Linked DNA regions of Zea mays: all the other regions are linked to region 3. A link is a contact called in public Hi-C data. All regions are on one chromosome and are shown on one strand. The core of a region is the stretch at or near the end of the contact, and the rest is flanking DNA. Distances in the headings are between cores, read along the strand shown.

Region 1 (5,160 bases), core at 46-2,545, 320 kb before region 3:
GCAAACAATTTTCTTCTTCAGATTACCCTTATCACTGTTTTAAAGTGCATTCAGCATTTGGTTACAGCTTCAAAGTTCAATTAGCAGACATCTCAAGAAGTATTACTGTAATGAAGAGAGATGTGCCGAGTATATAGCATAAGGCAATCAAAACTAGGTCTTGTCCCTGAATTCTGGTTATATTAGTTGCATGACCATCTAAAGATGTAACAGTGGTACCACAAGATACCATCTTCTAGAAATCAAGTATTTTTGCCGTTTACCTACTGCCCTTCTTTGGAACAGACCCCCCATCTTTGGATTTTCCACCTGCCATTGCCGAATGAATAAAAAGGCCGATCTCTTGATCAATTGGAGCGATAAAAGAAACAATGCATATATCCATCTTGGAAGATATTGAAACTACAGAGTGGGAAGGCAACTATGAGAAAGTATGCAAAAATGAAACCCCTTCCACTAACCTTCCGAGTCAGTCTTCAGCTTTGCATTGGGGTCAATCACACCACCTCGGATAAACTTAGCCCCAGATGAACTATCACCTTTGAAGGACTCAACAAATTCCGCATATACACGTGCTGCTTCATCTTCCTCCCTCTTCGCACACCAAAGCAGTCAAACAAAATATGAACACCCAGTACAAGGGAAAAATAAGTGTCACATGAAAAGGTTAGAAGGGACTTGAACCCCTGACCTTCTTCCTCGCCTCCTCAGCCTCCCTATGCTTGTGGTACGGAACCTTCTTCGAACTCATCTGGGCATTATCACACAATCATCACAGTGCATCAAAATCAGGGGCGGAGCCAGTATAGGACATGGCTGTACACATATACACCCGATATTTTTTGCAAACAAACCAAAGTAAATAAGCACAACACATGAATATAGTTCAAGTGAATCAGATCCGAATACAAATAGCTTGCACTAGGGATTAGGGTTTGAGTGCTCGGTTTCGCACAGGAGGGGAAGAGGTGCAGTGCAGTGGGCATACCTGTTGGGTACTTGGGTGTTCTTCGCTGGCTATGGTCCTGACGAAGACCTGGTCACCTGGCTAGGTCGGCGGTGGCGCTGGGCCAGTCGCGGCCGCCAGAAACAGAGGCGCCGAGAAAGAAAGAGAGGACGCACGGCCGCACGCGAACGGCAGAAGCCGAGAAGGGAAAAGCCAGGCCGCACCCCGCGGAGAGGACAACGGGAGCAACCGAGCAATTGGGTTTCAAACTAGCCGGACAAAGGGCCCGTTTGGATGGCTCCTGGCGAGAAATTTCAGATTTTGGGACTCAATTCGTGTGCCTGTCAATGGCCCTGTTTGGCACAGCTTATTTTCAGCTTCTTCACAAATTTAAGCAGAAGTTCTACCAAACAGATAGCTTCTGCAGCAGCTTATCAGTTCAGCTGCTTCTCAGAATACACTAAAAGCAGCCAACAAGCAGAAGCTGTTTTTCACCAGCTTATCAGATAAGCTGCTTTTTCAACAAGCAGCAGCTGTGCCAAACAGGGCCAATATGTCAATATAAGGACTTATTCGCTTGTCTTTTAGAATTTGACACTTCTTCTCATCAAATTTTTGATTCGTGTGTTTCTTCGACGATTACTTCTGTTTAAGCACCAGTCACTCGTTTAGGGTTCACATTCAAAAATTTGGGACGGTTTTGACCATGCTCTCTTCAGTATACATCACTGTCGTCGCTTCCTTGAAGCCTGACGCCTCCTCTCTCTAGTGAGAACTGTACAGCACCGCCGTCTCGACGATCTCCTTTCCGTCGGTGACCAAGTAGCCCACGTATGCAAATTGGCAGCAGAGTTCATTGCAGTCAACTTGGTGTTCTCGGTCTGCACAAGTCTGTCGTAGTCAACAGGTCATTTGTGAACTCTGTCGCAGAAGACCGGATAGCGGAGAGATCTGTCCGCCGCCGGTTGTCGTTCGTTGTCCTCGCAGACGACGTCCTCCCTCCCTTTCCTTCATTTGTGTGTCGAACAGTGTGAGTAAATCCCTCATCTTCTTGGTTTGGTGATTTATTGAATCCTCGCAGAAATCCCTCATCCCAAATACTGAAATTTCTCAAGGTTTGACTGTGCAGGCGACGATGTACTGTTATGCTCCTATTGGTTTGACGATCGTTTGGTGAGGCTATCTATGGATCTCAGTTGTTCCCCTTTAGGGTAAGACCCTCATCCTATACATTCTCACATATTGGTTCATGAACTGTAAATGTTGTTAGGATAGGGCAAAGCATCAGTGGACCTGAACTGATGCTTAATTTTTTTGTCTTGTTGGGTAGGATTGATTCGGAAGCGGCATTTACATTATGTGTTCAGTTCAGTCAGTTTACTACTAAGTTGGATGATGGTAGTATTCTTGATATGTCGCGCAAATACAGTGAATGGGTTGTAGATTCTCGCTCGTATAGTATGTCAGTTCTACAGAAGGATCTAGCTGCAGTGGTGAATTGGGGAAGTGGCCAGGAAGCAGTTGTTTCTGTTTATAACATGGGCACTGCTGGGGAAGAGAAGTTGGTAGAAGATTCTGACTTGTTCCTTGCTTTTTGTGACAAAAAAAGATAAGAAGTTGCATTTGTTTGTTGATGTTGAGGATAAAAGAACACAGTTCGGTTCTAACTCTGGTGTCACTGAAGTGGTATTTAGTAATGCTCCTACAGAAAGTAGTAGTGCACATCCCAACCACAGTACCATGAATATTTGATTAACAAGGTATTCGAAGCTAGTGACAAGGTCAAACCATGGTTGGAAAAGCATCACCATTTGCTTTGGTCTAGAAGAAAATTTTGTGAAGAGATTATGTGATTTTATTACAAACAATCTTGCTGAGGTTTGGAACAATTGGGTCAAGGACCTAAAAGATCTTCAATTACGGACCTAGCAGATTCATTGAGGACAAAGTTCATGGAGCTCTATGCAAGAAGAAGAAGAAGAAGAATTGGTGAAACTTTTGAAGGCCATGTCATGCTTGTCATGCTGCCTATTATCGTAAGTCAACTTAACGTTTTGTCTAGGCAATTGGGTCACTTGAAGGTAAAAGAAGGGGGTAGGGAAGAGGCAGAGGTGACAGAGATAACAGATTCACACAAAATTATTAGGCATGTCCCAAATATTATAAATCACACATGTTCTTGTAGGGAGTGGCAAGTCTCCGGAAAACCATGCCCACATGCCTTGGCGCTCATTATAACCTATTTTATCACATATTTTTTGTTCCGTATGATACTCGATTTGAAGATGTATTTTTGAATTTGTAGGAAGAGTCGTGCTAAGATAGGAAGGGTGCTTGGTTTACTTACCGACGAACCTAGTGGTAGTAGTCCAAAAAGACAACTAATGGGGATGGATCATTTTGCAAATCCTACCACTCCAGAAAGACAATACTAGGTATGTAGTAACAGCTATGCACTATTTGTGTCATTTCCAGCCTGTGGACAATTATACCACCATGTCCATATGTGTAGGAACCAAATCTATGTGGAGGATGCTTCAGATCCTACACAGGAAATAACTGTGACACATCAGGAAGGAACAAGTCATGTCACTCCACCAAGACATATGAAGAGGGCAATTGCTAATAAACTCACTCCAAGGAAGGGCAAAAGGCTTTGAAATTGTAGTGTTGTATTGGAAGTGTGTATGCTGATGGAACATGTATGGTTTAATGTGTAAGTTGGAACAATGAGGCTTGTTATTGAAAATTCCTGTGCTATTTGTACGCTGATGGAAAATGTATGTTTTAATGTGTAAGTCATGTATCGCTTACCCTTACCCAGGGCAGTGCTTAGCTTAGACTAATCGGAGAAAGAAAAAACGAAGCAGATTTCTTTTTTTCTTTCTTCCCACTAATGGTCGTGTTGTCTGTCATAGACAGAAAAAAACGAAGCAAGCTGGTATTATGTGTTTCTGCTCATGTTCATAGGTCACAGACATGTTCAAATACACATGTTCACAGGTCAAAGACATGATGCGACCACACAGGATAACAGGTCACAAACAGACCATTCACAGGTCACAGACATTTTTTTTTGAAATTGGATACATTCACAAACAACCAAACTAGTTCATACTAGTTATCCCGGTATCCTTACATAAACCAGATCATTGGACTTGCCAAACTAGTTCATACATTGTTCATACCACAAACTGGATCATTCGACTTAGTTCTCACAAACAAATATCTCAGATACGCTCATTCATATGTGATAGACGACGATCATTGATCTCATCTGAGTCCAGAGAGTTGTCTTCATCTGAAACACACTGCTCATTACAGTCACCACCAACATCACTATCGGATTGGAAATCATCGTACAAGCCAAGGGATTCATAATCCTCAAGTAGAGGTTGCGGACCAATAAGAACTTGCTCCAGATCCGTGCTCATAGTGTCTAGACCTTCTGCAATTTCAGTAACAACACTCATGGCATTAACCAGGTTATTCTTGTGCACATACTCTACATACTCAGGCACATGGTTGTGGCCGCTCAACCTCCTCAACTCATCGGTAGAGACTTGCATCTGTCTAATGGAGTCTAAAAGACCATCCCAGACTCGATTTAATCTCTGCGCCTATAACAAAAAACGAATAATGAGATTCACTAACACATTATAGTATTGAATGTTTGCTACTAAAAATTTGGTTCCCTCTTCTGTTATTGACACTAAAGCATACCGGATTGATGAGGACATCACTTCTATACATACAATGAATCACTACAGGAAACACCTAAATTTTCGTGGGCCAAAAACCCACGAAAATAAGCGTAAACCGACGAAAATATACTATTTTCGTCGGCAGGCCGCCGAAAATAAGTTCGATGAAAATAGGCAACTATTTTCGTTGGCTTCCCCAAAGTCGACGAAAATAGTTGGTCGGCTGACTATTTTCGTCGGCCTCGGTGGTCGACGAAAATAGTTGGGCCGTATTTTCGTCGGCCTGCAATCAGGCCGACGAAAATTCATGATACCCCCCCAAACAGAACTTTGTGCACCTTTCAATTGACAGCAAAATACACAATTCACAATATCACAATTCACATATACAGATTCACAAGCAAAATACACAATTCACAAAACACATTCACAACCTTCCATAGTACATAAATAGTCCATAGTCCATACATAGTTTTCGTGGGAGTTTTGGCCATACACATCCATAGTTTG
Region 2 (4,997 bases), core at 2,457-4,956, 420 kb after region 3:
CAGCCTTATAGATTTTAAAGTAGTCTAAAGCCTCATCTTTAGTTTTTAGCAAGTATACATAGCAAAATCTAGACGCATCATCAATCAATGTCATGAAGTATCTCTTACCACCTTTTGTCAACACACCATTCATCTCACAAAGATCAGAATGTATGAGTTCTAGTGGTGCCAGGTGTCTCTCCTCAGCAGCCTTATGAGGCTTTCGAGGTTGCTTCGACTGCACACAACTATGGCACTTAGAACCTTTGACTATGGTGATATTCGGAATTAAACTCATGGTTGCAAGCCGAGACATAGAGCCAAAATTAATATGACACAAACGAGAATGCCAAATACTCGCAAGATCATCAACATTTGCACAAATATGGTTCACAGACTTATTATTGAAATCTAACAAAGAAAAGCGGAACAAGCCTCCGCAATCATAGCCTTTACCAATAAATTGTCCAGACTTGGACACAACTAATTTATTGGACTCTAAAACTACCTTGAACCCATCTCTACATAGAAGGGTTCCGCTAACGAGATTCTTGTGTATAGAAGGGACATGATGCACGTTCTTCAGCTGCACGATCTTTCCCGAAGTAAACTTCAGATCCACCGTGCCAGTGCCATGAACAGAAGCATGTGACCCATTCCCCATTAGCACGGAAGAATCCCGGGCGCCCTGATAAGAAGAGAACAAGTTGATGTCAGAACACACATGAACATTAGCACCAGTATCAAGCCACCAGCTAGGTGATTGAAATACTGAGAAGATGAAAGGTAAATTACCATACCCTTTGTCTTCCTCATTGCTAGCGACCACTGTGTTGACATTGCCCTTTTTGCCACGGCGATCCGCTCGATCGGGACAATCCTTGGCAAAATGACCCGCCTCGCCACATGCGAAACATGTCAATTCAGCCTTGTTCTTCTTCTTCTTGAAGTTGGTAGTTTTGTTGGGCTTGTTAGATTTTGGCTTTCCTTTGCCCTTGTTGTGGTTCTTCTGAACCATGTTGGCGCTGGAGTGGCCCTCGCCTCCTTTAGATCCCGTGTCCTTAGCCCGAGCTTTCTCCTCAACATCCAGAGACGCTATCAGATTTTCAACTGATATCTCCTGTCTCTTATGTTTCAGAGCTGTGGCGAAGTTCCTCCATGTAGAAGGCAACTTTGCAATAATGCATCCGGCCACAAATCGGTCAGGAAGGACTATCTTAAGGTGGTCGAGCTCCTTGGCTATACACTGTATTTCATGAGCTTGCTCTACAATAGAGCGATTATCAACCATCTTATAATCATGAAAGCTCTCCATGATATACAGGTCACTGCCAGCATCTGATGCACCATACTTAGTAGTAAGTGCATCCCACAACTGTTTCCCGTCTGTGTACTGCATATTCGCATCAACCAGACGGTCAACAAGGGCGCTAAGAACGGCTCCCGTGAACATAGTATTGGCATGGTCGTACTCTTTCTCCTGTTCAGGAGTCAGTGGACCCTCAGGTCTGCCTTTACTAACATGGAAGACATTCATAGCAGTAAGCCAGAGCGTGGCCTTGACTTGCCATCTCTTAAAGTGCATACCATTAAACTTTTCTGGCTTCAGCGCGTCGGCAAAAGCAGCCATAGAAAAACTAGGAAATTGTCTACAATAAGGTTTTTGGATTGTTGAATAATTAGACAAATTCCAAATTAAATTCCGAATATAAATCATGACCAAATCAGAAGAACTGAAATAAAAGCCAAATCAGATGATGCGTACTGATTAGACTTACTGATTGTTGGCGCGCGCTAGGATCAGCTGGGTCGACGATGTCGGAAGATCACGAGCAGTCGCGTGAAGACGCTTCCCAAAAACCTTATTCGCCCTCTCCTGGTGCAGGATCTAGAAGACGAAGGGTTCCGGAGACCTGCTCTCCTGATCGCAGATGCACCTCTGCGGTCGGGACGAAGGGAACTAAAAGGCGGCTCAGCTATGAAGAGAGGCGAAAGCGAACTGGGATCTGGGGATGAATTGGAGGCTGGCTGCCGGGCTCCTTTTATAGGGCCGAGTCCGCGACCCCCGTGCTTATCCACCCACGAAAATCTCGCAATCAGTTGAGATTTTGTAGCGATCGGTTAGGATAAGCGTAACAGCCAAGAAACCAAAAAATCAAACGGCAAAAGATAGCCGCGCCCCCGCAAGGCGAGGGGCCGGATTTCGGCGGACCATTCACGCGCATGTCGTGCGCCCGCGCCCTCCGCCCCGCCCCGCCCCGCCCGGCCAGGCGAGGCGAGGCGAGCGAGCGCGCGCGTGTGGCTCTCCACACTCTCTCCTCTCATCCATGACTTGGTGAGTGAGTGTGGCTTCCATATTTAAGTTAGCTCTACTCCACAAGAGCTAGCAATATGGTGCTATTGGTTCCACCTATCCCTTTGCCATCCACTTATATGGGCTTTTGAGATTTTCCTGGGATTTATTTGAATAACTTAATTGGGCCAAGCCCATAAATCCTAACATGGACTACACTAAATTTTAAACAGCTATTTGGTTTGCAAAGAAACAAAAATATCTTGCACGTCATATTTTGACAATGGAAAAACATACCTCCCTCCGTCCCAAAAATATAGTTCCTTCTAGGCCTCTTTTTTCATCCATATTCGAATAAATGGAATATATGAATGTAGACATACATATAAACCACATTTATAGGTTAATTAATGAATATATGTTTAGTCTAAAATAAATTATATTTTGGGACATAGGGAGTAGTAAGTAGTAACAGTCAATGTTGCACCTATTCCAGCTCAAGAGTTACCTATGCACATATTTTGTTTGTATGTGGCTCGCCACTATAGCTCTAGTGACGCCACAAGAAGCATCCGCAACGTCATTTGCCAGCTAGTACGTGTGAGCAGATTTGTCGAGACCGAAGGACTTTTGTGTAAGGTTCGGCGACTTGCAAATGCAAGAAAAACGAGGGAGCGCCACAGCAAATATCTCACATGGTAGACCCTTTCAAGGTTCTTTGCTAGCGCCCGATAAACACGCAGGAACAGAGCATGAGGAAAGAGTAGACGTTCATTTTTAGACTTTATTTGGATGTGCATGTATCTAAAGTGGATTGGAGTGAAAATTACGCATACATTGGATTGAGATAGACAAACAGGCATGAGGCATCAGGAAGTGCAGAAACGACGGCACGCCGATGCACGTGCATGTACCTCATGATACCCGGAGCGGCACCGTCGGCGGCCTCCTTCCGTCCTCCGGCGACCGCGAGCGCTAGGAAGAACAGGAACCCTCCCAGATGCCTGCGTGGACAAGGACCAAAAGAAAACCAAGAAGGAACGGATCAGCCACCATTCGGACGGACGGACAGGGCAGGGGGGAGACGGACGGGGAAGGGGGGCACGCACGTCCAGACGTTGAGCGTCTCGTTGTGCCAGGCGAAGGCGCTGAGGAGCGCGTCGCGGACGGGCCACTCGGCGCGGTAGTGCCCGCGGATGTACTCGTTGTCCTTGAGGTACTCCGGCAGCTCCTCATAGCCCACCAGGCGCGGCCGCGGCCGCCGCCGCGCCTCCGGGCTCGCGCGCGCCATGGCCTCCTCCTGCGTCTTGCTGGGGCCGCGTCTCCGCTTCGTCGGGGCAGTCGCGGCTCCCATGCGATGGTTGGGGTATACCTGGCTTGGCCTAGCTATGCGCAGGGGAACCCGGAGCTCGCGGCGAGGGAAGAGGACGAGTCGACGACGGGGGTTATTGGTGGCAAATCTTGGTGAGGACTGGAGGGGTGCGCGGGCGTGGGGCTACTGACCGTGGCAGGGCCGAGCCGGGCACATGGATTTCCTCTGTCGCGCACGCTTTGCCTCTGCGTTTCTCTGGACACTAGAGAAGGGAAGACAAAAGAGAGACAAGGCGTTGCCTTTGCTTTTAAGTACTTAAGTTTTAATCTCTCTATTTTTAGCTTAGTATATATATATATGATTGAAACTTAGGTCGAAAAACTTCTTTTGTGATAGATATAACAACATTTGGATAAAACCTAGTTTGCATATTCTAGTTTTACTTATTTTGCATATGTTTTGTTTTAGTGAATTATTTGTGGCTTAGATTAGCGAAGTTTTTAGAAGTCCTAATTCAACCCCCTAAGTTGTTGTGTTCCTTTCACCCTGTAAAAAGGCTTTGGTAGCCTGGCGCACCGGACTAGTCCCGTGGTGCACTAGACCAGTTTTCTAGAGAGGGCTGCAGAAGACGCCTGAAGTCTCGGGCACACCGCCCAGTCCGGTTTGCTCTAGACTGTCAAGGTGCAACGGCTATCTTAGGATCCAATAGGCGGCACAATGGCTAGCTGATGTGGCACAGGGTCCGATGTCACCTCAGATGGAAGGCGCCAGTTAGGATCCCAAAGATTGGGATATAGGATCCGGTCTGGTGTGCCCACAGAGCAGATCTCGGTAGTTTCTCTCAATGGCTCTTTGGAAGTTTGAGGCAATAAATAGACCCACAAACCAGCCCCCTAAGGGCACCAACTCATCCAAGCTAGTGTTTTCATTCCTAAGCAATAGAGAAGCACATCAAAGTGATCCAAGCGCCCATATTCGCGAGAGAGAGCTCTGCTATTGTTTTACGTTTGTGTTCTTGATTTTTTTTGGTATTGTGGTTGTGCTTTTATGTGTGTTTCTCCCCCCCCTTCTTGCTTCCATTGGAGTTCTAACTCGCATTCATTAGGTATGGCTAGCAAGGGTCTCCAATCTCTGTGGAGTACCTTGTGTGAGGAAAGACCAACAAAAAGGAACTGAGGACTCAAGCTGATCCATGATTGTTGGATCACTTGAGAAGGTCAAGAGAGACCAAGTCCTGTGAGGCTCCTCAACGAGGATGTAGGTTCTTCGGAACCGAGCCTCGGGAAACAAACTATTATGTCTCGTTTAGGGATGGCAATGGGTACATACCCGTCGGGTAGTACCATTTCATACATGTACCCATCAAAAAAAATTCTACCCGTCGGGTTACCCATATATACTCGCGGGTATAAA
Region 3 (5,026 bases), core at 1,975-4,474:
ATTAACTGATGCATCGAACTTCCGAGCATCTCTGCATGTGGCGCCCACCTCTTTCTGCAATTGGGCCAAAACAAAGGCAGAATCCAATGTGCGAGGACGTTGAACTAATACAACACTTTTAATGTCATCACAGAGACCATCGAAAAATCGCATTGTATAGTATAGTGGGTCGGAAATGGTGCTGTAAGCTTTGAGTTGGTCAACTAATTGGGAAAACTGCTCGACATAAACAACGACAGTGGTTGTTTTTGATATGGAAGAGTTGACGAATGAGGATTTCGTGCTGATCTCGACCGAAACGCTCCCTAATCAGACCCCAAAATCAACCCAGGAAATATGTGGCAGTTGTGGTTCTACAGATTGAAGCCAACGGGCTGCAGGTCCTGTGAAATGCATTGTAGCTACACGGATCCACACCCTCGGATCAACGGAATACATGGTAAAATAATCCTCATAGCGAGTTTGCCACAGCTTGGGATTGTCCCCATCAAAGGGAGGAAAAGGCACTTTAGGCAATTGGCCGAGGAGGTGTGAAGTTTGGGGGTACATTGATCCAGCTAGTGTATCATGATGAGGAACTAAAGACATGAACGGAATGAGGTCAGATTCAGGTTGCATACCATTGTGCGGGAGTGGACCTTGGGTGTAGGAAAACCCTTTGCCCCCCTCCCGACAGTAGTTGTGGAAGCCGTGCCCCCCAAGGGTCGTCGACGGGCGCTGCGGGAACCTGTGGGCGTCCCCCGTCGACTCGTATGCGCCGAGGATGCCGGCGTGTGGAGGAAGGTCGACGCGCGCTGCGATCCGTGAGACGTCCGCCCGAAGAGCTTCCATGGAGGAGTGATTGAAGCCGACGGAGTGCTCTATGAAAGGCCTCCAGGACACGCAGGTGGTCGACACATGTCCGAGCACCACCACGCGTGTGGTCAGCGCGGTCTCGACCGCGTCGAGGCGCTCCCAGCCGGATGCTTGGAACTCGGCCACATGGGAGTCCATCTGAGACACCAGGGTGCGCGTGAGGTCCGATTGGACCTGGGCGAGATCCACTGTGCCCACCCTGGCCTCCAACACACCAATCGCGCGGGCGTTGGTGGTGACCCGGCGCTCCAAGGTCGCCCAATGGCTGTCCTGTGCGTCGAGCCGCTCAGCGATCTGTTGAAGGAGACGCGATTGGGTCACCATGGATTTGGACTGAGCTTCCAATGCCACCGAGATGCTAGAATCAGAGGCGGCCGCCATCTTCTTGCTGCGTGTGTAGTACGCCAGATCGAGGAAACCCTAGCCGATACCAATTGTTACCAGCCTACTACAACTACGGTACAGAGGAGAACTAGAGGTAGGAGATAGGAGGAGAGCGATAGTATTTTCGCATTTCTTAGCGTTCACTGTAGCCAGTTTTAGTACTCCTCACTGCACTCTTACACGGACCATATGTTCGATGGATATCGCCCACTGGGCCTAGGCACATGGCGGCCCAACACTTCTTTCTTCAACTGTTTCTGATTTTCACCGCCATTCGGACGTCTTTCTGCTCCCTCGCGTATACCATTTCCCTTGTAGCTGACACTATGGTACCGTGCGTTCATAAAAAATATTATGTGAAGAGTAGAGACAACCAATAAAAAATCTTGAAATCTTTTTGGTGGATAATTTACGTGGGTATTGTTGTGAGCCGTCGGAATGCACGGATAACTGACTAGTCTATATCTATACTATACTTAAAGCACCAGTTTCAACGGTCGTCGTGCGTCATTTTTTTACAAATAACCCCTCACAACTATTTTAAATTAATCCGCTGCACGTCTATAGATGCCAAACGACGTCCGACATGAGCTAGATTCACGCGGGCCACAACTATGGCACAGACACGTCATGCCGGCCTGCTAACTGTGTCGGGCCAGCCCGTTAGCCCGTCGATCCATTTAATTAAATCAGCGTAACGACGCCCGACACGGGCTAGATGCACGCGGGCCACAACTATGGCACAGGCACATCATGCCGGTCTGCTAACTGTGTCGGGCCAGCCTGTTAGCCCGTCGATCCATTCAATTAAATCAGCATAAAATGTTAAAAACGGTGCAGAAGGTGGGGTTTGAACCCATGCCCTGATGGAAGAAGGTCGGGAGACACTGGGAGAAACTGTCTAACCAGTAGAACATCACATTAAAATGTTTTTAATATTGAATATAAATTGTATATAGGTATATATGTTTTTTTGTAAAATAAAAAATAATCGTGTCGGGCCGGGCCAGCACTACAGGCCGAGGCTACAACCCAAGCACGACACGACGTTCTTTGCTCTTGCAAGCATTAGATCGTTTCTGAGACAACATTGGCGCAATAGACTATATGATGTTTGAGGTTGATGAATTGGATGAAGCAGCAATGATTTGTCACACTAACAACAAAATAAAAGGTTATTTGTTGGTTTTAAACGTTAGTAATTGCTACGAAGTAGCGTAATTTATATGAAGCGCATCCAATTTTTATTGATGCCTGACTTTAGCAATCACTCCATATTTTGATCTATCTTTTTTATAAGTTTGACTTCATGAAACTTATTTTATAAACTTGATCTCACAAACTTTCTCTTATTTGGTCTCTGTGTGATGGAATTATGTCATTTTATAATCTCTGTTCATTCAGTCAATCGTTGTGAACTCTATTCTAACCGCTCACTTAATTGGCCGTGTTGTACCAAGACATATTTGCATGGAGTAAACAATAACATCAGTTAGCCAAATAAAAAAATATATTATACAGAGAGCGGAGACAATCAATAAAAAAATCTTGAAATTTTTTTGATGGATAGTTTACGTGAGTATTGTTATAAGCCGTCGCAACGACCGGACAACCGACTAGTAGCTATATACGTTTAATTACCCATCAGAATGAGGAATCAGAATGAATAATAGGATACAATCATTTATCGTATTATATATTACGTATAATATATATACTCCAAAATAGTCCGTGTTTCACGCAACTACCTGCATGCTAGGCTGCTATCTCCTGCCGACCAAAAAGCCTCCGGATGAACAATGAACAAAGCCATGGTTGTATAGCTGGGTACATCCCCTACACCGCCACTCAGCCCTTCTCCAATAATTCACGCGCACGTCAATTCATGAGTCTTCAAGGATCTCCCCGCAAAAAATCTGCAATTTTTTTATTTATACATACACTACACCTTCCCCTACGCCCTCCGGGCTGCGGAGTCCGGCCGCCAGACGGTAGTTTGGTCCACTTTTCTATTCAGCCCCCTCATCTCTTCGTCTCTCCACCCATGTTAATGATACTGCTCGTCGTCAATCTCCCCTCTCACACGGAGCAGTAGAAAAATCCCATCCATCCCGGTTTCTTATTCAGCCTAGTCCCTTCGGAGACCGAATCAAACCCATTCGTGATCGGTGGATTGCTTCCCGCCTCTCGGAGGTCGGTTCCATCTGTTAATCAACAAATCCCAAACTTCTCGCCCGACAAATCCGTGCGGGCTTGGTGAAGCGGGGTAAATTGGTCCAGTAGACGTCGGTCCAACGAAGTCCCCGTCCCTCGCCGGAATTCCAGGCCGTTCTTGTTGGGGCAGTTGAGGATTTGGTGCGTCTGATCGGAGGCGTGGGGGAGATAAGGCCTCGGCGGACGTTGGCTCGTGCTCTTTTTCGACGGGCGGAGGCTATCCCGTCGGAGAGGTTAAAGAGTTCGGTGTTTCGTGTTTGGTGGTACGGTAGAACTGTAGATTAATCTGTACTGTGTGAAGAAAAAGAAGAAGAAGATTCGGTTTTGGAGTGGAATTGTGGGCTGTAGTCGAATCGCGAGGAAGATGAGTTCCGGGTCGGCGGTGACAGGCGGTGGTGCGGAGGAGGCGGCGGCGGTGCCGCTGGGGCAGAAGTTGATGGTGCACGTGGCGGAGAACGGCCACACCTTGGAGTTCCAGTGCGGCGGCGACACGCTTGTCGAGGCCATCCAGCACTCCATCCACCACCTCTGTGTCATACCGCCCAGCGACCAGCTCCTCCTCTGCGGCAACACCTCCCTCGACGGCGCCAACGCGCTAGCCTACTACAAGCTTCCGCGTGACGACCGTGAGGTCTTCCTCTACAACAAGGCCCGCCTCCTTGCGGACTCCCGCCCCCCGGCGCCGGAGTCCATCTACATCCCTGAGCCAAATATTCCACCACCACCGCCCCGGCCGCAGGACTCATCACCTGTGGGCGCATCTGCAGACCCGGCTCTGAAGGCTCTGGTATCTTATGAAACAAGATTCAGATACCACTTCCAGGTCGCCAATGCGGTGTACCAATCTAGCTTGGCAAAATTTGAGCTGTGCAGGCGGCTTCTGCGGGAGGGGCAGGTGCAGGAGCGAGCGCTGGACACAGCACGGAGCAACCTAGAGCACACGTTCCGGAAGCTCTCACAGCGGTACTCAGAATTCCTGCGGTGCTTCACGCAGCAGCACCGTTCACATGTTGAGATGCTGGCCAATTTCGAGAGAGATGTGCAGAAGCTGCGTGCTGTTAGGCTGCACCCAGCGCTGCAAAGCGAGGGGAGGCATTGCTTGATGGACCTTCTCAAGGAGAATGACCTGAGGAAACTGGCTGACGGATGCTTGAGCTCACATAAGAAGTTTGAGGTCAAGGTGTCACAGCTGAAGGCAAACTTCTTGGAGCTGAAGAAGAGGGTGGAAGGCTTATTCAATGCCATGAACTCAGGTGGGTGCAAGGATGTTGAGAAGCTTATAAAGGAGCATCAGGGAGTCATTGGTGACCAGAAGATCATCATGCAGGCTCTAAGGTTAGACTTAGCATTTGTATGCCTAATTATGTTGCTGTTATCTGAAAGCCACTGGGAACTATCTATTTCTACTGTGACAGATTTGGCCTGATTAATCTAAATGACTTTATTATACTCCCTCTTTCTAAAATAGTGTTCGTTTTAGACTAAACATACATTCATCAATAAATGTATTAATCTGGTTTGTATGTATGTCTACATTCATTATCATTCATTTGAATGTGGACGGAAACAAAGA
Region 4 (5,099 bases), core at 163-2,662, 300 kb after region 3:
CTTAGGATTAAGGACGGGTGCACTCCGCCACCCGGCTGGAGAATTCCCTCTCCGACAGTATGCGACATGGTATAATTAACGTTTTTACTACGTAGTAAATATTTATACAATGCTAACACAATTTGAATGGATCGAATCGGAGTTAAAATGAATTAGTTATGATTTTCCGAAGTTTTAAGTGGTAGACACAAAACAAATCAAGCGCATATATTTAACCATATGTTTCATACTAAAATAAGGTTACTAGATGATAAATAATATTTTCATGAATTTATTGCAACTGAAATGGATGAAAAAGGAGTTATAATGAATTAAATATGAATTATACAAGTTTCTGTATTTATTTTTATATCTATATTCATTTTCAGATCTATTTAATACAATAACTGAACTGTGCACGCTAATACATGAGATATCAGGGGCTATTTTGTAAATTCCGAGGATCTAACCGTAATAGTTTTCAACCAGCGAGGGATGGCGGGCTATTTTCCATAAAGGATGGGGACTCTTTTGCAAACTTGCCACGGCGAAAGGGTACCGATCTGTCATGGTCGCGCGATCGGATATGGACGGTCTAGATTAGATATACCATGGCCCGAAGTGGTATGCAATACAGACCACCGGATCGAAAACCTACGTCCCAGATTTTATTGGGCTAGATCCATTCGCATCCGATCGATATGGATCCAACATCCTATGTTACTTCTACCCCACCCGGCATCCGGATTCATTCACCACAGCCAGATCACGATCCAACGGCTAGAAACCTATGTTCCCCACCGGATGCAGGCAACGCGGTGTCCAAGCAGAACACGACGGCAACACGGGTTCGACAAGGAAATCTCCGGTGACCCCGTGTATGAATCCCAACCTAATACGGCCCAAGCGCATCTAGGGGGAAAGTGAAGAGGGAAAAGGGGCTTACCAGAGTTTATCAGCGCGGACACTGTCCCCGGAAGGATATGAGCCACGACGGCAAAATCCAATTCCCGTGAGGAATTCCTCCCATCTCGGATGCAATCCTCGCCAGAAAGAGCCATGGACCGATGCGGGGTGACTTGGCGACAAACCCCGACTACTTGGTGAGTCCCGGAGTGGTGGCGCAGGTGCGATGCCCACTCGACGGCTTCTGCCACCCCTCTCTCTGCGCACTAGCGGAGAATCCCATCGACGCCATCTTTTGGAAGGTGGAGTACCTATAATGGAGGACGAGGGTCGCGCCTTCGATTCCCTTTTGTAGCCAGGTGGGCGCGAGCCAGGGAGGTTGCGATAGCAAGCACGATCCTCCACAAATGCCGCACGGAAGTCAACATTTTTGTTACGAGCTCGCGACTGGGATGGGGAGAAGGGAACCGACGATTGGGCCCCACCAGCCGGTGACCAAGTTCTTGGGGGAACGAGAACTAGGTGGCTGACGCGCGGGTCCACGACGCCAGTGAGCGGGTGCGGGAGACAGTGGGCCGAGAGAGCACATGGAAAAGGGGAGAGTGGGCCACGAGGAAGGTGAGTCGGCCCAAACGCAGGTCTGTCCCTATCTTTTTCTTTCCTATTTTGATTTCTTTCAAATTTTCAAAATCAAATATGATTCAACTTTATGTTTGAATTTCAGATTCCCATTTATCAAATATAAACCAAATGTGAATATATACTCTATTGTTTAATATTATTTTTTTATTTATTAATGGGAGGAATAAATGGTTTCATGATAAATCCCTTTTCTCATTTTACTATTTTATGTTTTCATTTAAAATTAGAGATCTAATTACATGTTTTCAATAAAATGCATCACCACAAAATCAACAACAGATCAACCTTTCTTAACTATTTATTGGTCCCTTAGTTAATTTACTATTACTGTTTGAAGATGAGGACAGAGAGTCCTAATAGATTTTCAAAGGTCTTCAAAATTCTCACAACCCTATTGTATATACTCTTATTTCCTTATTCTATAATTTTATAATATATGTATTTATTTATTTATTTTATTTTTTCCTACCAATTTCAGGTCTTACAAATCCTACCCCCCTTAAAAGAAATCTCGTCCTCGAGATTTGTAGAAAAGGGTGTATAACCATGTTGCCTCAGAACATATGCAGAAACAAAAATCTCAGCATGATGCATAATTTATTAGCAACACATGGGGTCAATTAGACCTTATTATTCCTCCTAAAACAATATCATACCAACCACTAACTAAAGTAACGTTTAACTAAAATAGTAATATATATATATATATATGTAGCTTGGTGGAGCTGGTGGTGGTGGTAGAGGTAGTGGGCATTGTTGTTGTTGTCTTTCCAATCGTGCTTGTCTTATTGCTTGTCGTATCTCCAGCCAGTCCTGACGTATTTCCTCACGTTCTTGTCTTATCTGATTTTGCATTTCGTTAACCACTTCTACCATTTGTTGTAGTACCATCATTTGGGCGGCAACCACTTTATCGATTCCAACCGGTGGAGGATTCATTTTTGTTTGTTGTTGCCTGATAATCTTCCCTTCCTGGTTTTGAGCATGAGAGTTAGAAGCATGTGGTAGGATAGTTTTGCAATGAAAAGTATTTGGTAAGCAGAATGAATAGGCTAGTAGCTGGTTATGATCTGAAGATTCTTTAGCAGGGCTTAATCTTTGTTTTATGTCCAGATTGGGGTAACCAGTCGTATAAGGTGAATATCCAAAGGTAGGATAGAATTTTGTCAAGATGAGATAGTCTACATGATATAGGTTAAAAGTTTGTTTGATGTTAGGTGAGGATAGACAGATTATACAATCCATTATGACTCTATGGTTAGCTCTTCTGCTCATGGTTGAGTTGGTCTACACCTGGCTATTAGGTTATAATCTCTTCTACCAATATCACTAATCTGTTTAAGTGGACCACATTAGATTCTATAACACTATTTAAGAATACCATTTAGTTGAGCATATCCAACTGACTTTATCTTTATGAAATTCTAGTATATCTTTTTTCTAAGTAGAACTTCCAATTAGTATTTTTTTATACACCTAAAATTTTCATGCCATTAACAGGTGTGGCATAGAAAACAAGGGTACATCAGGTTTTAACTATTAGGTGAGTATAGAGAAGATTTGGGGGCAGAAGAAAGTTAGAAAAGGGAGATTGTTATTATGGGTGGTGGATCTTGATTCATCTGAAGATCTGTTTCTACTCATATCCTTCATTATCGGGGTTAACCTTCTTCTTGATTTAGGGACCATCGGTCGTGGTGTTAAATGCCATTATCTGAGTTGGGATAACAATTGCGGTATATGGGGTAGGTTAAACAGAGATTTACTTTGCTTTTGAGATAAATGGGCTAGGCAACCTAGAACATAGGCTAGGTCGTTGTTTCACGGATGAGTTGGTCTAAGACACCAATTTAGATTTAAAACCCATTTATATGAATATGGTCTAATCTATGTTACCAGTATTAAATAACTTGTTTAAGTAACTCCCTTTAGATTAGATCATATCAGATTAGGTAGGGTCTAGGTTAGATTGGATATAACTAGATTAGACTAGTTTAGGTTAGATAGATCTACCAGGGTAGGATATATATTACTAGGATATGTTAGAATCTTTGGAGATAAGATGGATTTGATGGTGTAGGTAGATCAGAATCTCCGTTATGTTAAAACAGAGGGGTTATGCAACTATCGGGTGGTTAAAGTAGTTGCGTATGGCCAAGTTGGACTAAGACTCCAATTTAGATTAAAACATATTTATAAGAGTTAGGATCCAATCTTATTTTACTAGTATTATCTAACCTGTTTATCCATTAGATTAGATCTGATCAGATTAGATGGGATCAGAATTAAATTGGTGTAATCAGGTTAGACTAGATAAGATCTACTTAATTTATTTCTACTTAATTTATTTTAGAATAGATCATGTTTGTTACGCTATCATGAGATAAGGAAGGTGGGGATAAGTATGCTTATTAGGACAAGATGAGTCTCTAAGAATAAGATAGAATCTTTTGAGATTAGTCAGATCTATTATGACAAGATGAAATCTTTTCAAGATAAGATGAACCTATTAAGGTAAGAAAGTGTTGGAGACTCGTTCTCAAATGCTATGAATCAAGAACAAGGCAACACAAGATGTTAAATATCAAAACCCTTCGTCCTTTGAATCATTATTTCCCTTCGGGTATAATGGATTTCGGACGAAGGTCATGAAGGATAAACCTTCATGAACATAACAAAAGATAAAGAGTATTTAAACACAGAATATAGGAAATAACATAATCTCTATAAATATTATTATTAATTTATTTTCTACTTATATTCCTCATGTAAATAATGGTAAATTATAAATATACCTTCGGCTTGAAGGAATGTGAATACAGGTGTGATGCAAAAGCAAATGCCAGGTCAGCGTGAACAGTACGGGAATACTGTTCACCTATTTATAGGCACGGGTCGCAGCCCATGCAAAATTACATTAATACCCATTACATTTAACAATAACTCTATAGTAATTCTTCAAGGTCTAATTTGGCTTTTCATCTTTAAGTCGGTTCCCCTTTTCTGCCGTTATGCCGAAGCTTTTCTGCACATAGCTTCGTGATCGTCTTCACCTTCGTCGTGATCGCCTTTCGTCCCGGTCGAGCTTCGTCTTCAACCGTACTTTTGTATACCCGCAATCTAACTTCGAAGGTACCTGTTTACATATTTCTCTTGGAAAACATTGTCAAATCATGTTTTTGAGGACCTTCAGAAGCCGAAGGCCCCCAACAGTAGCCCCTCGCAATATTAATTTACTGTAAAGATAAGTTTATATTGCGATACGGACGATGGCTATGAGCCGAAGGTCCGAAAAAACACCTTCCTTTTGCTAGAATAGCAACAGTCATTGACAAGCGGGACCCTCCAGTTTTCGACTTACTGGGTGTATAAATATGAGCTCACCACAAGTTTATTTGGCACGCTATCTTACCATTTGCTGTGCCTGCTCAAATAGCTCTCTGTCCACAAATATTTGACTGCCTCTCTAGATTTTAAGCTTCGGACCAAAAAGCCCTTGTTTTAAAAGGACTTCCGAAGGGATGTATCAGGAAAAGAAAGTTGTTGCCGGAGTGAAGCTGAGCCTTTCTGAG

The links. A called contact is a pair of places that touch in the nucleus more often than the background predicts.
Region 1: a Hi-C map of leaf shows a contact between it and region 3, with 3 times the contacts expected there. The contact joins the promoter of LOC103626713 here to the promoter of LOC100383018 in region 3. A contact is called at or near these places in 2 of 25 Hi-C or Micro-C datasets (ear and leaf).
Region 2: a Hi-C map of ear shows a contact between it and region 3, with 4 times the contacts expected there. The contact joins the promoter of LOC100276544 here to the promoter of LOC100383018 in region 3. A contact is called at or near these places in 3 of 25 Hi-C or Micro-C datasets (bundle sheath, ear and tassel).
Region 4: a contact with region 3 is called in a Hi-C map of leaf, with 3 times the contacts expected there. The contact joins the enhancer-like site here to the promoter of LOC100383018 in region 3. A contact is called at or near these places in 4 of 25 Hi-C or Micro-C datasets (ear, endosperm, leaf and 1 more).

Annotation. Positions count from the first base shown.
Region 1 is chr5:93,677,199-93,682,358 of Zm-B73-REFERENCE-NAM-5.0, reverse strand. It overlaps LOC103626713 (protein RRC1), which reads right to left and starts at 1,295. Exons shown (of 18, transcript XM_008647101.4): 1 at 989-1,295; 2 at 692-751; 3 at 462-594; 4 at 264-309. The coding sequence starts at 751.
Region 2 is chr5:92,942,351-92,947,347 of Zm-B73-REFERENCE-NAM-5.0, reverse strand. LOC100276544 reads right to left here and starts at 3,706. Exons shown (of 4, transcript NM_001150307.1): 1 at 3,382-3,706; 2 at 3,187-3,276. The coding sequence starts at 3,626.
Region 3 is chr5:93,361,997-93,367,022 of Zm-B73-REFERENCE-NAM-5.0, reverse strand. LOC100383018 reads left to right here and starts at 3,224. Exons shown (of 5, transcript NM_001361940.1): 1 at 3,224-4,788. The coding sequence starts at 3,818.
Region 4 is chr5:93,063,459-93,068,557 of Zm-B73-REFERENCE-NAM-5.0, reverse strand. No RefSeq gene overlaps it. Among protein-coding and RNA genes, the nearest start is that of LOC100276544, 120 kb to the right of the region's middle. Within about 2 kb of position 1,412, at least 19 of the 20 cell types and tissues checked have an H3K27ac peak or open chromatin away from gene starts, as enhancers often do. A contact at or near this core is called in ear, leaf and tassel, where this site is marked.